Regions from separate parts of the Zea mays genome. Here region 2 is linked to region 1. The links are chromatin contacts, called in public Hi-C maps. All regions are on one chromosome and are shown on one strand. Each heading gives the region's core, a stretch centred on a gene start, on an enhancer-like site or on the middle of the called end of the contact. The rest is flanking DNA. Distances are from core to core; before and after follow the strand shown.

Region 1 (4,497 bases), core at 889-3,388:
GGCCCACAGCATTTATCGTGGAATTATTGTGATCATAAAATATTTTGGTTCTTCTAGACACATTATTTTAACTATATTTTAGATAACAGTGTAAATCTATAAGAGGTGCTAGCTTATAGGGTCTTTTATGGTGTCGGCGAGTTTTGTGAACCGTTGGCTCCCGGTCCATAAGAGAAGGTGCCTTCAATTGAAAATTGTTAGAATAGAAAGGCTAGCTAGATGAGCAATTTCACAACGAAAATGAATGGTTGTGGATAACCAAATAAAAAAAAAGATAGTTTTGTTCGAACCATCCTTAGCCTTCACTAATATACATGGAAACACTTTACTGTTATTTAGTGCTCGCTTTCTTCTAAATTTTAAAACATACCCATACACTTTTCTAGATATATTGATTTTATTACGTATATAAACATAGTTATGAAAACTGCATACGTTATGTTATGTAATGAAGATGCAATGGAGCGGGGAGAGAGTATGATATACATTGTATTCTTTATACAAGTTTAGTGAAGTTGTGAGTGTTTAGCTATAGATTTGTGAAGCTATGTCAATGGGTTTAGTTTAAAACGAATTATATTTTATATTTTGGGACAGATATATGTCGTCCCATCCGGCCTGGAGAGGATTGAATCCGAAGAATGCCACGGCTGCAAGCAAAGCAAAGGCATCTCTGCTGATCTGCAGCAGCGTCCGTCAGAGGAAGTGGTGATCAGAAACAGGAGCCGGAATCCAGGGGAAAAAGTGTCCAAAGGTTTGCTATGCATGCATGACCAAGTTTTGTCCCTTTCCCTACAAGGACTAATATATTCTCGATGACATAAATTTAAATTATTTTTAGTCTCTTGTGTGACATATATATATAGTTTGGTTTTTAGTCTGTCGTGTGTGACCGTTGGGGAATTATATATGATATAATGCATGGCCTGGGTCGAAGTGGGCGCCAACGCGTAGCCACGAAAACGATGATGATGCATGGACGTGCGGTGTGTGGCCCAGCGGCGAGAAGGACGCCGCGTCCAACGATGGATACCCAGCACGGTGCGATGCCCCACGTCGGTTCATCGATCGACCTTTTTCATTTCAATTGGGTTTTCTCGATCTCTGGTTTTTTCTTTCCGCGGCCTGTATGTTGATGAGTTGATCACCGACATCCATGCATCCATCTCAATCTCTGCTGCTCGTGAGCTCGTTCCCTGTGTTGGTTAGCTGGGATCTATTAGGGATGGCAGTTACAACCACGTGTGTGGGTGGCTATGGTTTTTACATTCACTCGTTGTCAAATTTCATCCATGGATCTACACTTGACCTGACCCGCTGAGCACACTTTTAGACAGCCGACTGTCCGCGGTCCGGACGGTCCGCGACATTGGTCAGGTTGGGTTAGACTGAGTTTGTTTTAGGCGAGTCGGGTCAGCTGGCCCATGATTAGGTCTACTCTCACCCACCCACACGGACTCGACGTTAGAATATACCCGTAGAGCCTCGTCTCAAATACATACTGCACTCTTCTTTAGAGCATCTAACAGATTATGTAATAAATAAAAAAATGTTGCCTAAGGCTATATTCAGCAGATCCTCTATACATCTTATATCTCATTATCTATTTCAATGTACACTCTGGGTGTGATTGGTTGTCGTGCTAGCCACGGCCATGCCTGCTGCGTGCATTGACAACACTCGAGCACGTGACTGGCTCCCTGCGTGTGTAGAAGATGGCATGCACGCGTCGGTGTGACTGGCTCCCTGCGTGTGCCACCCACCCAGACTGGCACACGCCTGACCCTAGCGAGCACGCGAACCAATCACACCCTCTGTAAAAAGTGTCAACTACAGTTTATTGTTCCCTATTTTACACTACATGTTGGAGATAGTCTAATAGTGTGGACATGATACCTGCCATTACTAGGAGTTTTGGGAGACTCCCTTCCAGCTCAGCAGCCATTGTGCGAGAAATAGGATCCCCAAATAGTGTATTGTGTCTCAGTCTGTTGTTTGGTTTTAATCCGTATCGACTTCTACTATTTATACAATATTTTGTATTTTGTTTTTATAAATTGTAGCTGTATCAATCCGAACCGCTTCCGAACAGCTGACTTTGATCCTAAGCTAACAGCATTATCACACTGCCACCGGACCCCACTGGTACACCGACGCGCACGGACGCTCCCCATTATGGCCAGCTGCCCAGCTACGCGTACGGCGTACCACACCACCAGTGCAGCACCACACTGACTGGACACAGTAGAGCAGAGTAGAAGAGTCCTCGAGCGGCCATCACCAATTCCCCAAGCTATCTTTTTTTTTTATGAGCAAGCACCAGGCATTCCATTGCCAGTTTGCCACTACAAGTAGTTGCAGCAGCAGCTAATCAGTCAGCAACTAGGCACCAAACCATCACTTCACTCCCACCTCTCTGCGCCCTGCACCTGCACATAGGTACTACGATCACCACACGCGCACCAAGCCCAAGAACCGTGCGCGCGCCATGGCCGAGAAGCCGCCTCTGTCGGCCAAGCCTCCCCTGCCGTCCAAGCCGAGGCCTAAGGCGGCGTCGGCGGCAAGGCCGACAACGACGACGCCGGCCCCCGGCAGCAGGCCGGCCGCGTCGCCCTTCAAGAAGCCCACGCTCGCGCCGCCGCAGGTGCTCCCGCTCAAGCCGCCGCCGGCGCACCAGTACCGCCAGCAGCAGCAGCAGCAGCACCCGGCGCCCCCGGGCGGTGCCCGGAAGCCGCGGGCGTACCGCCAGCAGCAGCCGCACCCGCACCGCCGCGGCCGCGGGTGCTCGTGCCGCCGCGCGTGCTGCCTGGCCACGGGCCTCGCGCTGCTCGCGCTCTGCCTGGCGCTGGCCGCCGCCTGCCTGGCCTACCTCTACTACCGGCCGCGCGCGCCGTCGTTCCACCTGCAGCCGCTGGCCCCCGTGCGCCTCCGCCTCGGCAGCAACGCCTCCACCGTGGACGCCACCGTCGGCGCCCGCGTCGTGTCGTGGAACCCCAACGAGCGGGTCGAGTTCCGGTACGGCGACGGCGAGGGCCGCGTCGCGCTGGCCGACCCCGACGGCGACGTCGCGCTCGGGTGGGCCCCCGTGCGGGGCTTTGCCCACGCGCCGCGCCGCGTCGCCGCCGTCGCGTTCGTGGCCACCGCCAGGGGCGTCGTGCTCGACGACGCCGTCGCGGCGCGCGTGCGCGACAGGTACCGGCGGCGGCGGCAGGGGTTCAGGGTGGTCGTGGACGCCCACGTCGGCGTCCGCGTCGGGGCGCTGCGCACGGGGATGGTGCCGCTCAGGCTGCTGTGCGATGACGGCGTGATGGCGCCGCGCGCTGTGGGGTCGTCCGATGGGGCCGTGGTGGGGCCCATGACCAAGTGCCAGGTGCTCCTGTTCAGAGTAAGATGGTGAGTTGTGTTCATTCAGTGACCCCCGCCCCTCCCTTCTCCTGCATCTTCCTTTTCTGGAGCATTTGAATTTGGACCAAAATTCTTGCAAACCCCTCAACTGAAAGTGAGTGGCGCGCAATTGTTGCGCTACGAAATTCTTGCAAATTTGAGGCAGCATACTATTACATGCATTTTCCAATTGTACGTATGCATCTTCACATGTTGTTGTCCTGCCCATCCATCTATACGTCGATGATAAAGAGACAATTCGTGGCACCACACCACCGCAGCCCAGGAGATGCCACAGGCCCGGACAGGGCCAGAACGAAGCCACCGTGGATTTTCTACTTCTACTAAACAGATAGATGCCATCTACACCGTGGATTCGTGGACATGTTGAAATGCATACAACTGTTTATAAATTCCTTGAGAACCAACTGGCCTTATGAAACCACCGCAAAAGGATGCCAAATAGAAGTGCGATAGTTTGTCTCAGTGTAGGAGATGGCACAGGGCTTTATTGTACCGCCAATTCATCATATATGAGCTAGAAAACATGGAACGAATTAGTGTGTTTATCTGCTTATGCACGAAAGTCTGGTGGCCCTCCCACACAAGGGCTTGTAGTAATCCACATAGGGTGGAAGGTATCAGGGTGAAAAATTAACTAGTTGTACACTCCAATACCTCATATATGGATTAAGGTGGATGAGTGTAGCAAAACAGGACCTCACATGGATTAGAGTGGATTAGACCGTGTCCAACAATTTACCCAGCACTGTAGACTATGCTATTCGCAGAGTGGAGTTTGAATATAAGTATGGATAAGCTGCTGGAGATAGTCTTAGTGTTTAACCAAACAAGCTCCAAAGGGTAAACCACTGAAAGAAACAAATAAGTAGTAAAATTTCAGCTTTTATGGCCGCTAATCATGACCATCAACTGTGTATTGGTAAACTGTGATTATCTTGGCATATGCACTAATCCACATCTCTTTGAACAATTGATACGGAAACTGTATCCGACCGACGTTTTCTCAACAACATTGCTGCAGGTTTAGCCTGAACTGAGGGAAAATCTGGAGCAAGGCAGCTATAGCTGACCATCGAGCTGATACCCAGA
Region 2 (4,048 bases), core at 1,275-3,774, 140 kb before region 1:
CCAAGTGTTTTGACTGCAGAATATGTGTTTTTAAAATTTTGTTCTGCCTTTATTTTCCCATTACACTGTCTTTCTGTAGGTAGAAAACTAATCTGAATGCAACGAACAGTTTGCTCCAAGTGTTTGATTGCAGAATATCTGTCTAGTTCACTGTTTTGTACCTTTTGCTTTCTTCCCTGTTTACCCATTATACACCTCTGACCTTGGTATTACCAGGTGATGATGAGCAAGGTATTGATCCATCTTGGGCTGCTGTGGTTACGCCGGTTTTACGAGTCAAGACAATTTATATCAGTTCGGCGATTCTTGCTGCGAAGAGTCCTTTCTTTTTCAAGGTAGTTATGGACTTATGGTAACCTCAAATGCAGTTGTTCTACTCCAGTCAATGCTGATCTCTGATAAGCTTAATGTGTTTTACTTAGCTTTTCTCAAACGGCATGAAAGAATCGGACCAGAGACATGCAACCCTTAGAATTACTGACTCAGGTAATGTGACAATTTTGGGAAACTAGATTATCCTGGTTCTTTTGTATTTATTTCCTAATATTTTTTCTTTTTTAAATTAACTGTTATGATTATATATGCAAAGAATCTTTAATGTTTCCAAAGTTGTACCTTTTTTTTCTTTGATAATGAAATTTCCTACTCTTCTTCCCTCGTTACTTTACCTACTAAATGGATATTTTTGTCTAGCCTTTTACGTACAGCTTTAGTCATTTGTATATGTGAAACAGTTGCCATAAACACAGGCACAAAAAAAAAAATACCGTTCTCTAGTGGATCTTTGCTTTGTGCGTCATCCTTTATTTTTCTTAATTCTCTTGGAACAGAGGAAATTGCCCTCATGGAGCTTTTAAGCTTTATGTATAGTGGAAAGTTGACAACTACTGAGCCCACTCTTCTTCTGGATATCTTGATGGCTGCCGACAAATTTGAGGTTGTTTCATGCATGAGGTACTGCAGCCAGTTGCTCACAAGCTTGCAGATGACCACAGAATCTGCACTTCTCTACCTAGATCTCCCTTGCTCAGTTTCAATGGCAGCTGCAGTTCAACCTCTGACAGATGCAGCTAAGGATTTTCTCGCTGTAAAGTACAAGGATTTGATTAAGTGAGTGATATACTCCCTCCATATTTTTTTATTTGACGTTTTGTAGTTTATTTTTGTACTGTTTGGCGTCAAATATAAAAAAGATGGAGGTAGTACATTGGGATGGGGACCTATTTTTACTTACGGAAAGTTTAGCCCAACATTGTCCTGACAAGATCATTGTGAACATACTGAAGGTGGTTTTTTCTCTCTCTCTCTCATTTCAGGTTCCAAGATGAAGTGATGAACATCCCTCGTGCTGGAATCGAAGCCATCTTGTCAAGTAATGACCTCCAGGTGGCATCTGAAGATACCATCTATGACTTCTTACTCAGATGGGCCCGTGCACAATACCCGAAATCAGAAGAGAGACGTGAGGTCCTTAGTTCTCGGCTGCTCCCTCTTGTGCGATTCAGTCATATGACGTGTAGGAAGCTGCGGAAGGTCCTAGCCTGCACAGATATAGACCACGAGCAAGCAACCAAGTGTGTCACCGAGGCTCTTCTGTTCAAAGCTGATGCACCACACCGGCAACGAGCTCTTGCAGCGGACGCAATAACCTGCCGGAAATTCGCCGAGCGGGCTTACAAGTACAGACCACTCAAAGTTGTTGAGTTTGATCGGCCCTACCCACAGTGCATAGCATACTTGGATCTCAAGCGCGACGAGTGCTCTCGACTCTTTCCTGCAGGGCGGATATACTCGCAAGCGTTCCACCTTGCAGGGCAGGGTTTCTTCCTCTCGGCTCACTGTAACATGGAGCAGCAAAGCGCGTTCTACTGCTTCGGGCTCTTCCTGGGGATGCAAGAGAAGGGCTCCACGAGTGTGACAGTGGACTACGAGTTCGCTGCAAGGACGAGACCATCCGGCGAGTTTGTGAGCAAGTACAAGGGTAACTACACATTCACCGGTGGAAAGGCTGTTGGATACAGGAATCTCTTTGCAATCCCATGGCAGAAGTTCTTGGCCGATGACAGCCTCTTCTTCGTGGATGGGATGCTGCATCTGAGAGCCGAGCTTACGATAAAGCAACCCTAGAGCAATGGTCTCTGTATAGTGGTAGTTGTTACGACAGATGAAAAAGATATCGGATGGGAAACCTCACGAGTTCCAGTTCGCTGCAAGTTTCCAGATTTGCCGGTATCTCACTGCCAATGAGCTTGTTTGCCTCCGTAACGGCGCAGGGTGTATAATGGCTTATTTATTCCTAGTATATACAAATACAAGTTGATGAGATGCGTAGGGTGTGCACGCCAGCACGGACGCGGATACGAGAATCGAACCGACAGCGCAAGACGTGCCAGACACATGCTGCTCACAATCACACGTGGAGAAAGCTGCATTGCCGGTCGCCGCGCTAGCTAGGGGGTCGCCGTCCAGCCCAGCCCGGCCGACGTTGCAATAGGCCCGCGACGCATCGCAACAGCGAGGTGCCACTGGAGTTGAGGCAGGGCGCGGGTGTGCGGCCACTGCCAACGTCCCTGTCCTGCCGGCGGATCCTCCCCTACCCAGGCTGCCACCGCTCGCTTTCTTCCCGGCTGTCGGTGCAACCAGCGTCGGCACCCGCATCAACATTTTCTTTAGAAAATTAAATTCACTATTGCAGGTCGTGAAGTTACGATATCATATCAGTTCCTTCACCCAGCAAGATCACCATAACATATACTACTCCCACCGTTCTAAATTATAATCCATTTGACCTTTTTTTTTGCCACATTTGACCACCTAGAGAGGGGAATAGGTGATCTGTAAAAAATAGTTCAACAAAACAAACTTGGTCTGATATTGAATTAGTGAGATAAAAAACCAAGTCTAAATGAAGAGGATGAGACGAGAGAACTTCTTCACTTAATTATTCTCACAAGGTGAGTATTAAACCTAGAGCAATATTGTAAGTGAAGTGCTAGAAAGAGTAGAATCACAATAACGTAAAGTAACTTAGACAAGCGACACATCGATTTTAGCCCGTGGTTCGGTCCAGCGTAAAATACTCGCCTACTCCATGTTGTGGCGTCCCAATGGACAAAGGTTGTACTCAACCACTCTCAAGTGATCCAATGATCAACTTGAGCACAACGGATCTCTTTCTTATCACAAGCTTTTCCTGTTGTGAGGAATCTTCACAATTTAGAGTCTCTCACGCCTTACAGAGTTGATCTCAAATAAACCACAAGAGTAAGGGGGAGTAAAAACGCACACAAGAGACAAAATCAAAGCAACATACGCACACACGTTGAGAGAGGACCACAAGAGACAACACATCGAAATTACAGCTCAAACTTGCTCAAATCTCAAACTATCAAACCAAAAGCGTGATCGCACTGTCTCGATGTTGTAGAATGTTCAATGGATGCTTGGTATAGAGCTTCATGCGCCTAGGCGTCTCTTTTGTAGCCCCAAGGGACCTAGGAGCCGATGAAGCTCAATTTGGAAGACTCTGGTTGCCTTCTGTCCGCGGGTGCACCGGACTGTCCAGTGCACACCGGACAGTGAACAGTGCAACAACAAAGAATCCCTTGATTGGCTACTTTCTGCTTCTGGGGGCACCAGACCGTCCGGTGCACCATGTGACCGTTGGTCCGAGGCGCTCCACGTGGACAGTCCGGTGAATTATAGCCGACGCATGCTGAAATTCTCGAGAGCAAGCAGTACGACAGACCATGCACCGGACTGTCCACCGGACCGTCCGGTGGGTGGCACCAGACCGTCCGGTGCAATGCATCCTAACCCACTTTCTTCTTTTTCAATCTTATTCTCTTTTACTCCTTTTGGCTTGACTTCATAAAGTCTCTAGCACTTAGACAAATATGATTAGTAACCAAAACAATTGACTAAGTGTCCAGAGCTTACCTTTTTCACTTTGTCCCATATAGATTTGTATTTTGCCTTCTCCCAAGCTCAATTTGCTTTTAAGTACCTATGCTCATTTCTCACATTAGATGATGTTAGTCTAAACAAA

Evidence for each region. Hi-C and Micro-C count contacts between places; a contact is called where the count stands out from the background.
Region 2: a Hi-C map of leaf shows a contact between it and region 1, with 8 times the contacts expected there. The contact joins the enhancer-like site here to the promoter of LOC103654712 in region 1. A contact is called at or near these places in 12 of 25 Hi-C or Micro-C datasets (bundle sheath, ear, endosperm and 5 more) and 1 of 3 datasets of contacts at active chromatin or transcription factors (leaf).

What each region holds. Positions count from the first base shown.
Region 1 is chr4:230,076,470-230,080,966 of Zm-B73-REFERENCE-NAM-5.0, reverse strand. LOC103654712 reads left to right here and starts at 2,138. Exons shown (of 2, transcript XM_008681549.3): 1 at 2,138-3,393; 2 at 4,430-4,497. The coding sequence starts at 2,489. The coding sequence ends at 4,445.
Region 2 is chr4:230,213,952-230,217,999 of Zm-B73-REFERENCE-NAM-5.0, reverse strand. LOC100279559 (BTB/POZ domain-containing protein POB1) reads left to right here. Exons shown (of 6, transcript NM_001152556.1): 3 at 217-335; 4 at 423-486; 5 at 831-1,110; 6 at 1,317-2,258. The coding sequence ends at 2,127. Among protein-coding and RNA genes, the nearest start is that of LOC100279559, 16 kb to the left of the region's middle. Within about 2 kb of position 2,524, at least 20 of the 20 cell types and tissues checked have an H3K27ac peak or open chromatin away from gene starts, as enhancers often do. A contact at or near this core is called in bundle sheath, ear, endosperm and 4 more, where this site is marked.